Linked DNA regions of Oryctolagus cuniculus: region 2 is linked to region 1. Evidence: chromatin contacts called from public Micro-C data. All regions are on one chromosome and are shown on one strand. The core of a region is the stretch at or near the end of the contact, and the rest is flanking DNA. Distances in the headings are between cores, read along the strand shown.

Region 1 (4,398 bases), core at 642-3,141:
TGTAACTGGATGTGTTCTAGTGGCTTTAGTCAACCCTTACACAGAGTTTTGCTAAGTGGGCAAAAATGAAGTTGAGAAGTTGAAACAAGTGACGCCAATGCTTTTTCTACATCAAGTCAAGTAGCCAAAACGGAGCCAGCATTGTGGCGTCGTAGGTTAAGCCTTCGCCCGAGGTGTCAACATTCCATATGGCTGCTCCACTTCCGACCCAGCTCCCTGCTAATGGCCTGGGAAAGCAGAAGATGGTCTAAGTCCTTAGGCCCCTGCACCAATGCAGGAGACCTGGAAGAAGCTCCTGGCTCCTGATCGGTGCATCTCCGGCTGTTGTGGCCACTTGGGGAGTGAATCACAGATGGAAGACCTCTCTGTCTCTCCTCTGTCTGTAGCTCTAAAATAAATTAAACAAATCTTTAAAAAAAAAAAGTAGCTGAAATGTTGCTCTCACCTGTCAAAACGACACCCCCCAATGCCACCCAGCCAGTGCTCAGTTTTCTTAACCCATCCTCACTTTTTTCCTTTACAATCCCTGCTTCTTTCTTCCAAAAATGTAGGGGAAAAAAACCTCTTCCTTTGCTTTCCTCTTTACTGTTCCTCCTTCCTAAAAAACAGATTATTCTCTTCCAGCTGCACTCATATGCGTTGTCTTCTCCCGCTATGTAACTACACGCATTTTAACCTGCCCATGAGACTGTTACATCTACTTTCACAAATAATGAGCCATATCACTGAGCACAGCGGAACTGATTTCTTTATAACTGGCCGAGGGTACTTCAAAAACTATGGGGGAAAACCAAATGAAAAGTTTACTTTCATGCAAAACACATTTTTGAAATCCAAGCATTTTTTTTTTGTAACACATATTTCCCATGAACCTCTTGAACACCTCTCTTAAGCATGTTTCAATTTTCTTGCATCAAAAAAAATTTTCTTAGTTCTAGTTCCAAGAACCTTTTCAAGTACCGACGCATACAAGCAAAGGTAGCTCGTTTCTGATGGAACATCTATTTCAATTTCAGAGCACCTCCGTCTGCCCAGGTTAAATGATTACTTATTCTGCGACAAACCTGTATGCGTGAGGACATTTTTTTAACCTACAGAGAATATTTGTAGGTGCATCGATGACTCAGGGGACTCCACTAACCCCACCCCCTAATTAGGGAACCACGGGCCCCCCGGGAGCAAGCATTCCCACAGGTGAACTACGCAGGTGCAAGGCGCTGGCCCCTCTGCAGTCCTGGGGGCGGCACAGCGTGGATTCCAACGGGGAGGCTGCAGGGCGTCTAACAAGGCGGAAGGAGGAAGAAGGAATAGAGAGGGGCACTGCCCCACGCGGGGCTGACCTGCAGCCTTCGCAGGAGGGCACCGGCGGGGGCTCGTCTCCCGGGGGCGGGGGTCCGGGGCTCCCACTGCGCCGGGCTCCCCTCAGTGGCCTGCACCCGCGCCCTCCCAGGACCGCGACCCCGCACTCTGCGAACCGCAAAGCGAAGCACCGCGCCACCCGAGGCTCCGCTCGCGGCCCGCAGAACCCCCGGCGTGGTGTTCCCCGCTTCCCTGAGGGGACCCCCCGCTTCCCTGCGGGGAGCCCCCGCCTCGGCCTCAGCACTTGTTGCGCCTCCGCCCCGCCCGCGTCCACTTCAGCGACCCCCTCTCCTCACGCCACTCCAACTCGCGGGCCCCCGACCCTGTCCCGCGACCCCCTCACCCACCGCGCGGAGCCCGCACGCCGCGTTCCGCCTCGCTGGCGGCCGAGCCGCGGCCCCCCGCCCCCTGCCGGGCTCCCGCCGAGGCCGCCGTTTCCTAGACAGCGGCGGGGCCGCTCCGCAGGCTTCGGGTCACACACGCACACGCGCGCGCGCGCGCCGCGCACGGCCGCTGGGAGGTCAGGGCGCAGGCGCAGGCACGGGCCCGGGAGCGCCGCCTGCGCGAGGCCGCGCGCGCGCGCCCCCGAGCGCGGTGGGCGGAGGGGCGGAGGGAGCGGCGGGGCCGCGAGAGGGCGGGGGTGGGGGGGCGGGGGGCGGAGGGGGAGCCCCGGGAGCGCGAGCCGCGGCCGGCGCCGCTGCAGAGCCGAGCCGAGCGAATCCCGAGCGCAGGCAGCAGGTACGTGTCCTCGCCGCCGGCCGCGGCTGGGGCTTCCCCTGCCTCGCTGCCCGGGTCCTGGGGCTCGGGAGGCGGGTGGGGGCCGGGCAGGGTTTTCGGGCTGCGTGCCCGGGCGGACTGGGATGTTGCCGCTGACCTTCATCCCCCGCTGGCCGGGGAGGGGGTGCGCCAGGCGAGGGTGCGTGGGGTAGCCCGGGGCTTGGGCTCCATCCCCCGGGGGGGGGGGACCTGCTTCTTGTCACATGCTTCTTATTTATTTTTGCAAACTGCCCTGGTTCGGGTCCAGCTGCAGATGCCTTACCTCCCATTCTTTGCCTGTGTGTGCCATCTTGCACTTATTAATAAAACATGCAAGCTGGGGGCGGGGTGGGGGGGAAATCCCATTGCAGGGCGGCCAGCGGGCGCCTGTTTTCGGCTTTCAGACGTGGTGTGGAGGTGGAGATCCCACACCCCGGGGGATCTGTGGCTTGGTCGGTCGTGACCACTTCCTAGTGGGCTTCCCGGTGGCCCGGGAAGGGGGGGGGGGGCGCCCCAGCGGTGCGATGGGCTGTGTGGCAAGGATGGTGGGTGGGTTTTCACCCTCCCTTCGGGAGACAGGTGCAAACCACAGCAAGCACTTTGCCGGCCAACTTGCTGGGGAGCCCCAAACCCATAAAATTGTCTTCTCTTGATGGTGGAGCCTCCGACTTGGTCCAGTTTTGCATCTGAAGGTGACTGACTGAAGCTGGCCACCTGTTGGCAGGCAGACCCCCAGGAAGGCCCACCGATCCCTATTTCATAGTCACCAGTGCTGGCACAGTGATAGGCCCTAATGGGTTGCCGGCTGCCTACCTTTGGTCATGCTGCCTCGCTGTCGTTTCTTTGCAAGTAAAAACCTCTGATTCGGTGCCTCGTCTGTTGTAGACTGAAACTGTATGATTTGTGTGTATTCTGTACACCTATAACATCACAGCCTCGAGACCCAATCGCTTACCTATTTCCCCGGGGCGTTTCACCTTGCTTTGGAGCCACAGTCGGGAAAGTGGGATTTATAGAACTGCTTACCTCCCTGCCCCCTCCCCCAAAATACTGTGGTGAACGGGCTACCAAGAGCTGGCAGCAGAGGATGAGAGTGGTTATCGCACAGTGTCGGAATGTGCCAGCTGCACTGTAGTGCCAGGTCCCATCACGAGGACACCTTTCTTGAATGCTTATGGTGCAAGGTACTGACCTAAACGCTGCTGGTGCGTGATTCCATTTGTTCCTTGGAACCTACCCGCTGTCTCCATGCTGACGATGAGGCTCAGGCTTGGGTTTCCTGACTTTCCCAAGGTCACACGGCGGCCAGGGGCAGGGTGAGGATGCAAAGTCAAGTGCATCGGATTCCCAGGGGCAGCGTGGAGCCTGGGGGGAGGAGGGGTAACCTTCCAACCTGGGGCTGCCACTCCATCTCCCTTTTCCTCCCGGTCAAGCTGACACATGAGCCTATCAGCTGGGGTCTGATTTTTCCATGTCACAGATTCTACAGCAGTGTTGTGTGGCTTTCCAGGAAGCCAAACTGTTGCTTCAGAATGGGTCTGCGTGGAATTTTTTGAGGTGGCACCAAGCCTAGGAGAAGCAGGGTGTAAGCCACGCTTCTGTTTCACTCTTCTCTGCAAGCAGTTAAGTTCAAAAAGTCGTCCCGCCCCAGATTGAACCTATGCAGCGTGCACATCAGGTAGAACGAAGCACTCCTGGTTTTTGTTACCCCATCCCTCCCTGCACACTACCTTTGGTTTCCTGGCCAGGCATCGGAACAACAATGCCCACCTCACTTGTGTCTGAGTGTCTTAATGGGATGACAGAGTCCTTACCAGCCATGGACCGTAATCCAGTCGCTCCACGAATTGTAGCAATGATTCATTCAAAGTTCTTGGAATCTGTGCATGCAGCCGGGGACGTCTGTTTCATCCCTTGCATGCAGCTGCATTAGCCTAACGCAGGTATTGGATTTTATGACACATTTCCTCCAAGTTTCCTTGGACTTAGAGACAACTCAAGTTGCATCAGTGGGAAATTCATCCCATGGGGCTTTGGGTTTTTGACTGTTCTCACTTAGTTGACACAGTGGTGAGTAAGGAATAGCTGACTAGAGAGAGGAGTGATTTGAAAAGTATATTCCATGGAAGACACAGCTTTTAGTTGTAAACTGATGAGCGATATTCAGTAAGAAACGGAAGACTGTCTCTTGGGACTTCTCTTTTCTTCCTTGGGCGATAGTGGCTACGAGCCCGAGCCCGGGAGGGCGCATTCCCTGGTGCTTATGGCAATGCTAAGATGGCA
Region 2 (4,398 bases), core at 505-3,004, 71 kb after region 1:
GCGTGGGTGGGAAGCCCTGATCCAACACGCGGGCTACACCATAGGCGTGGTGGGGAGCCCTGATCCAACACGCGGGCTACACCACAGGCGTGGGTGGGGAACCCTGTCTCCAACACCTCGCCGTCTGTTTCCACCTACTCCTCTCTTCCTCAGCTGCCACTGGTCTCCACGAGACCCCCTGCTCCTTCCTGCTAAAAACCAGAAGTTGTGGGGAGGCAGACGGACTGCAGGCAGCCCCCCATTAGGGGCTCCCGCCAGGCCCCGCCCAGGTCCTGAGCTCCGAGCTCCTCCCACCACCCTCTCAGGACCCTCCCTCCATCAGCTGGACCCTCAGGTCTGGCACACATGCGAGCTGGCCCCAACCCTCTTGCAAGGCTCACCTCTCGCCCACCGCGGCCAGAGGCGATCTGACACCAACAGCCGCTCCCTCCCCTGGAAGCAGCCCCTGTTCTACCCAAGGCCCCCTCCTGAGCCTCTCTCTCCTGCAGGAGCCCGGAACTCCGCCTGGGTCTCCCGCAGGAGTGCGCGGCTGCCTCCAAGCTACGCCATAGCAGGAAGCTGCACTGGGCTGGGGCACCAAGCCAGGCGCTCAGTAGGGTGTCCAAGGAGGCGCTTTAACCACGGCGCCAATGCCCCTTCTGTGATTTTGTTTAAACTTTGAGAGAGACAGAGAGAGTCTTCAACAGCCTTTAGGATTTGTTTTCCCTCTTATTCTTTGAATGCCAGGGTTCTTCATTTTCCGTCTTTGCGCTTCGTCCATTCCCACGACATCTCAGCCGGTCACGTTCAGAGTCACCTCCTTCACCCACATCTCCCCAACTCCCGGCTCCCGGGCCTGTTCTCAGGGATCCTGGCTGCACTCCTCTCCCAAGTCACGGCTAAAATCAGCCCTGGGAGGCGCCATCTCAACCCACCATGCCCCAAACCAAGCTGGCTTTTTCTCAAAAAGGCCCCGGCCATGGACACATCCAGGCCTCCCCAACCGTCGCCACCAAAATGAGCGACACCCGCGGACCTGGGCTCCCTGACCACCGAGCAAGCCTGCGGCCTGCCCACGGCTGCAGGCCCTGTTCCCCCCGCTCCCTCGCTCAGCTCCTTCCCGTCCATGTCCAGCGGCCGCGGTGCCCACGGCGGCAATGCTAGTGCCGCGGAGCCCCCGCGGCCGGCGCTGACCCCGACTCTGAACCACGCTGTCCCGGGCCGTGGCGCCGGTCCTGCCCACACCAGGTCCACGCGAGGGGCTGCACTGGCGTACATCCGCCAGCTCCCTCCTCCTCCTCGTCCCCCCGCCCCCACCAAGCGCCCCCTCCTTCGGTGGCGAGGCCCACATGCAGCGGCAGGGAGACGGGGCCCTGAGGCCGGTGTGAGCCCTGGCTGGGCCGGCCATGTCCTGCGCACGGGTGACCCCGAGGCCGGCTCCGTGTCCTGCCGCTCCGGCCCCCACAGCCATCGCGGCCGCCGCCGCCACCCGTCTCTCCCCTGCACCGCCTCCTCCCCGGGAACCTGGGGCTGGCCTGGAGCCCCCCAAGGCCCAGCCCGCGGGGTCTGTGGGGTGTGTGGGAGGGTTGCCGCGCTCAGCAGGCCACTCCCCCCTCACTCATGTCCGGCAGCCAGCATGGCGGCCCCGCCACCCCTCCGGGGAATAACAAAGAACTTTTTGCAGAAGCCGCCAGTAGCTCCTTCCTTGTGTCCCATTGGCTAGAATTGGGTCACATGACAGGGGATAAGGGAAAATCCATAGGCCAAGCAGGCTGTCCTTCAACTGTCTTATTTCCCACAGTGCATTGCTGCACCCAGAGGGGCGGGGCTAGGGCGGCCATGGCGACTCTCGCACAGGCCGTGCGCTTTTAAGAGAGCCAAGTCTCCATCCACATCTGGATTTCCGTCAGCCTTTCTAGTCACTGGTTTGGGAATGATCTAATAAGTCTGTCACCTTGCTCCTTTCACTCCCGGGCAATTGGACCTGCGTCCGTCCGTTGTCCCCCCCCCAGGTGGTGGTGGGGGGACAATGCTATGACGTCATGCTTGCGTCACCCGAGCCCCTTGGCTTCCATCGCCCCATTGCACGGTGGGAAAGTGAGGGGCGAACTGGCTCTGGGTGAGCACAGCGCCCACAGTTAGCAGAGGGGCGTGGAGTCTGGGGGGCTACGCAGGCTGCAGAGTGGACATTCGCCTCTGTCCACCAGCGACGCCGAGGAGAGCGGACATTCGCCTCTGTCCACCAGCCACGCCGAGGGCCCCGCAGATGTGCAGGGTCTGAGCCCGGGCCGCACGCTGGCGCTGGGGGCGGCAGTGGTGGACCGGCAGGTGCCCCGCAGGGCCCCCAGGCCCGCGTCAGTGACTAGAGGGGTGGGGCTCCCCAGCTTCTGGTGGGAAGAGGGGCAGCATCTTAAGAAACAACCGCAGGGCTGACCGCTCCTCAGCTCGCCGCGTGCGGTTCTTCCTCGGGGTTCTAAGAAGGCCGGGCCTCCGGGCAAGGGCGCAGAATCCCGGTCCGGGTGGGCGCTCTCGCCCGCGGGGGACACCGACTAACCAGGGGGAGGCCGCAGAAGCAGGCGCTCTGGGATTTTTTTTTTTTTTAAGATACCTGGTTAGAAAACTCCAGCAAACACGATACGGCAAGCAGCCTTGAATGAGGAGTGAAATGACTGTAGACGTGCTGGGTGCCAAGGCTGGGGGCAGAGGCAGAGCCCTAGTGATGCACAGCTCAGACTGTCCCCCGGCCCCTGCACTGCCTGGCTTCTAGCCCACAGCCTCCAGGAAGTCTTCCGTCCCCACTCAGTGCCCCTGGCCTATCTCCACATCTGCACCCAGGAGTAATGGCAGGACTGGGTGAAAGAGACGTATACCCCACCCACGGAGAAAAATGAAATAAATAAAGAGCCTCGTTAATCCACTTTCTGGATGCCGGTGAGGTTTGTCTACCATAAATGCCACACCGGTTGCCCCTGGTCCTCCGTTGAGCCTGCCCGTGGCTCCCTCCGTGTTTTAGTGAGCTTGGGATTCTCGGGGCCACAACCAGGGACTAATAGTTTAATTCAGATTTTTTAAAAAAAATAATCCTGGAAAGCCCAGCTTAGACCGTTTGGCAATAGCCCAAAGACTTTGCATTGATTAAGAAGACGGTAAATTCACAGATAAGGTATTTCTCTGTAAGGTACCAGTAGGCTCCAAGCACATGGCACAGTGGGCGTGACTGCCAGACAGAGCGCTTCTGGCCACCCCTGGCTGCAGGCAGGGGAGGGGGGCTTTAAATGCCAGCCCAGGTCTCCCAGGCAAAGCAAGCTGAGGTTTAACGTCCAGGATGGAATGGGGGCCCCTGATCCGTGGAACACTTGGGTACCAGGCCTTGGACCACCCAGGGTTGCTAAACCACGGTGGACCCAGAGGAGGCTGGGTAGGGAGTAGCCACAGCACAGAGGACAGCCTGGTACTGCAGCCAGTCCCCAGGATGAGCCAAGTTCCCAGAACTGGGGACTCTGAGGGCCAGGGGGCCTTGCACCGCACTGCCTTCCCTGTTGGGCTGGAACCTCTGTCACCGAGACAGGGCTGAGAGCCACTCCCTGGCCACAGCAGGCAGGGGAGCGGGCACGCGAGGTGTAGCTGGCCGGGCACAGTGTCAGCTCCTGCCTCCTGGCCCTGAGCTCTCGTCGTCACCCCGCCGTGTTTCCCCAGGGGTGACATTTCCCAGGAGGCAGAAAATCTGTTGATTCTGGAACAGGCAAATGTCAGTGGCCGGCGACCTCAGCCAGACGCGGCCCTCCCGTCCCCGCGGCAGCTGGGCTCACCTTTCGCTCTGATCGCAGAGCTGCAGCTGCCCGCGTGGCAGTTCCGGGAAGGGCTGGGGAGAGCCCCCTGTCACCTGCAGCCCGAGTTCTCGACGTCAACATCGCACTTCTCCTGTCCCGCTCCTGCGTGTTTTTGCCTCTTTTATTTTTCTTTTTAGAATGGTCTCGGACTAGGAGCTCACCGCGTCGTCTCGGGAGTTTACTTACAAGGTTGCAGGCTGCAACAAATAAAAGTTCTATTTCTTTGACCCCAACACCTACAGAGAGAAAACAGAAGCCAGCAGCCGGGGTGCCCAGCCTGCCCTCCCGCCCCAGGGACTCCCGGAGGCCTCAGGCGTGACTGGAGGCAGCTCAGGCCACCACACAGCCCACCTGCCAGCAAAGGCCATCTGCTGCCTGGCGTTTGCCCACTGTGGGGGCCCAGCGCTGTCCCTCGAGGTAGACATTGGGAGGCGCCTGCCCTCTAGTGGCGACTCCTGGGATAACACCGCCCTGAGAGCCGGTCCTGAGCCCCGCTGGGGTGGAGGCAGGAAAAGTCGCTGGTTGTCCCTTGGGTCATTTACCCGCCCAGGGACCTACAGAAACAGGATGTGCCCTCTGGTCCTGCTGA

Evidence for each region. A called contact is a pair of places that touch in the nucleus more often than the background predicts.
Region 2: a Micro-C map of ear pinna shows a contact between it and region 1, with 9 times the contacts expected there. The contact joins the enhancer-like site here to the promoter of NRG4 in region 1. A contact is called at or near these places in 6 of 6 Hi-C or Micro-C datasets (ear pinna, embryonic fibroblasts, liver and 3 more).

The regions. Positions count from the first base shown.
Region 1 is chr12:106,717,151-106,721,548 of mOryCun1.1, forward strand. It overlaps NRG4 (neuregulin 4), which reads right to left and starts at 1,892. Exons shown (of 10, transcript XR_011381085.1): 1 at 1,707-1,892. It overlaps TMEM266 (transmembrane protein 266), which reads left to right and starts at 2,002. Exons shown (of 11, transcript XM_051834575.2): 1 at 2,002-2,097.
Region 2 is chr12:106,788,342-106,792,739 of mOryCun1.1, forward strand. All of the region lies in intron 3 of TMEM266 (transmembrane protein 266), which reads left to right. Among named protein-coding and RNA genes, the nearest start is that of TMEM266, 71 kb to the left of the region's middle. Within about 2 kb of position 1,755, at least 8 of the 8 cell types and tissues checked have an H3K27ac peak or open chromatin away from gene starts, as enhancers often do. A contact at or near this core is called in ear pinna, where this site is marked.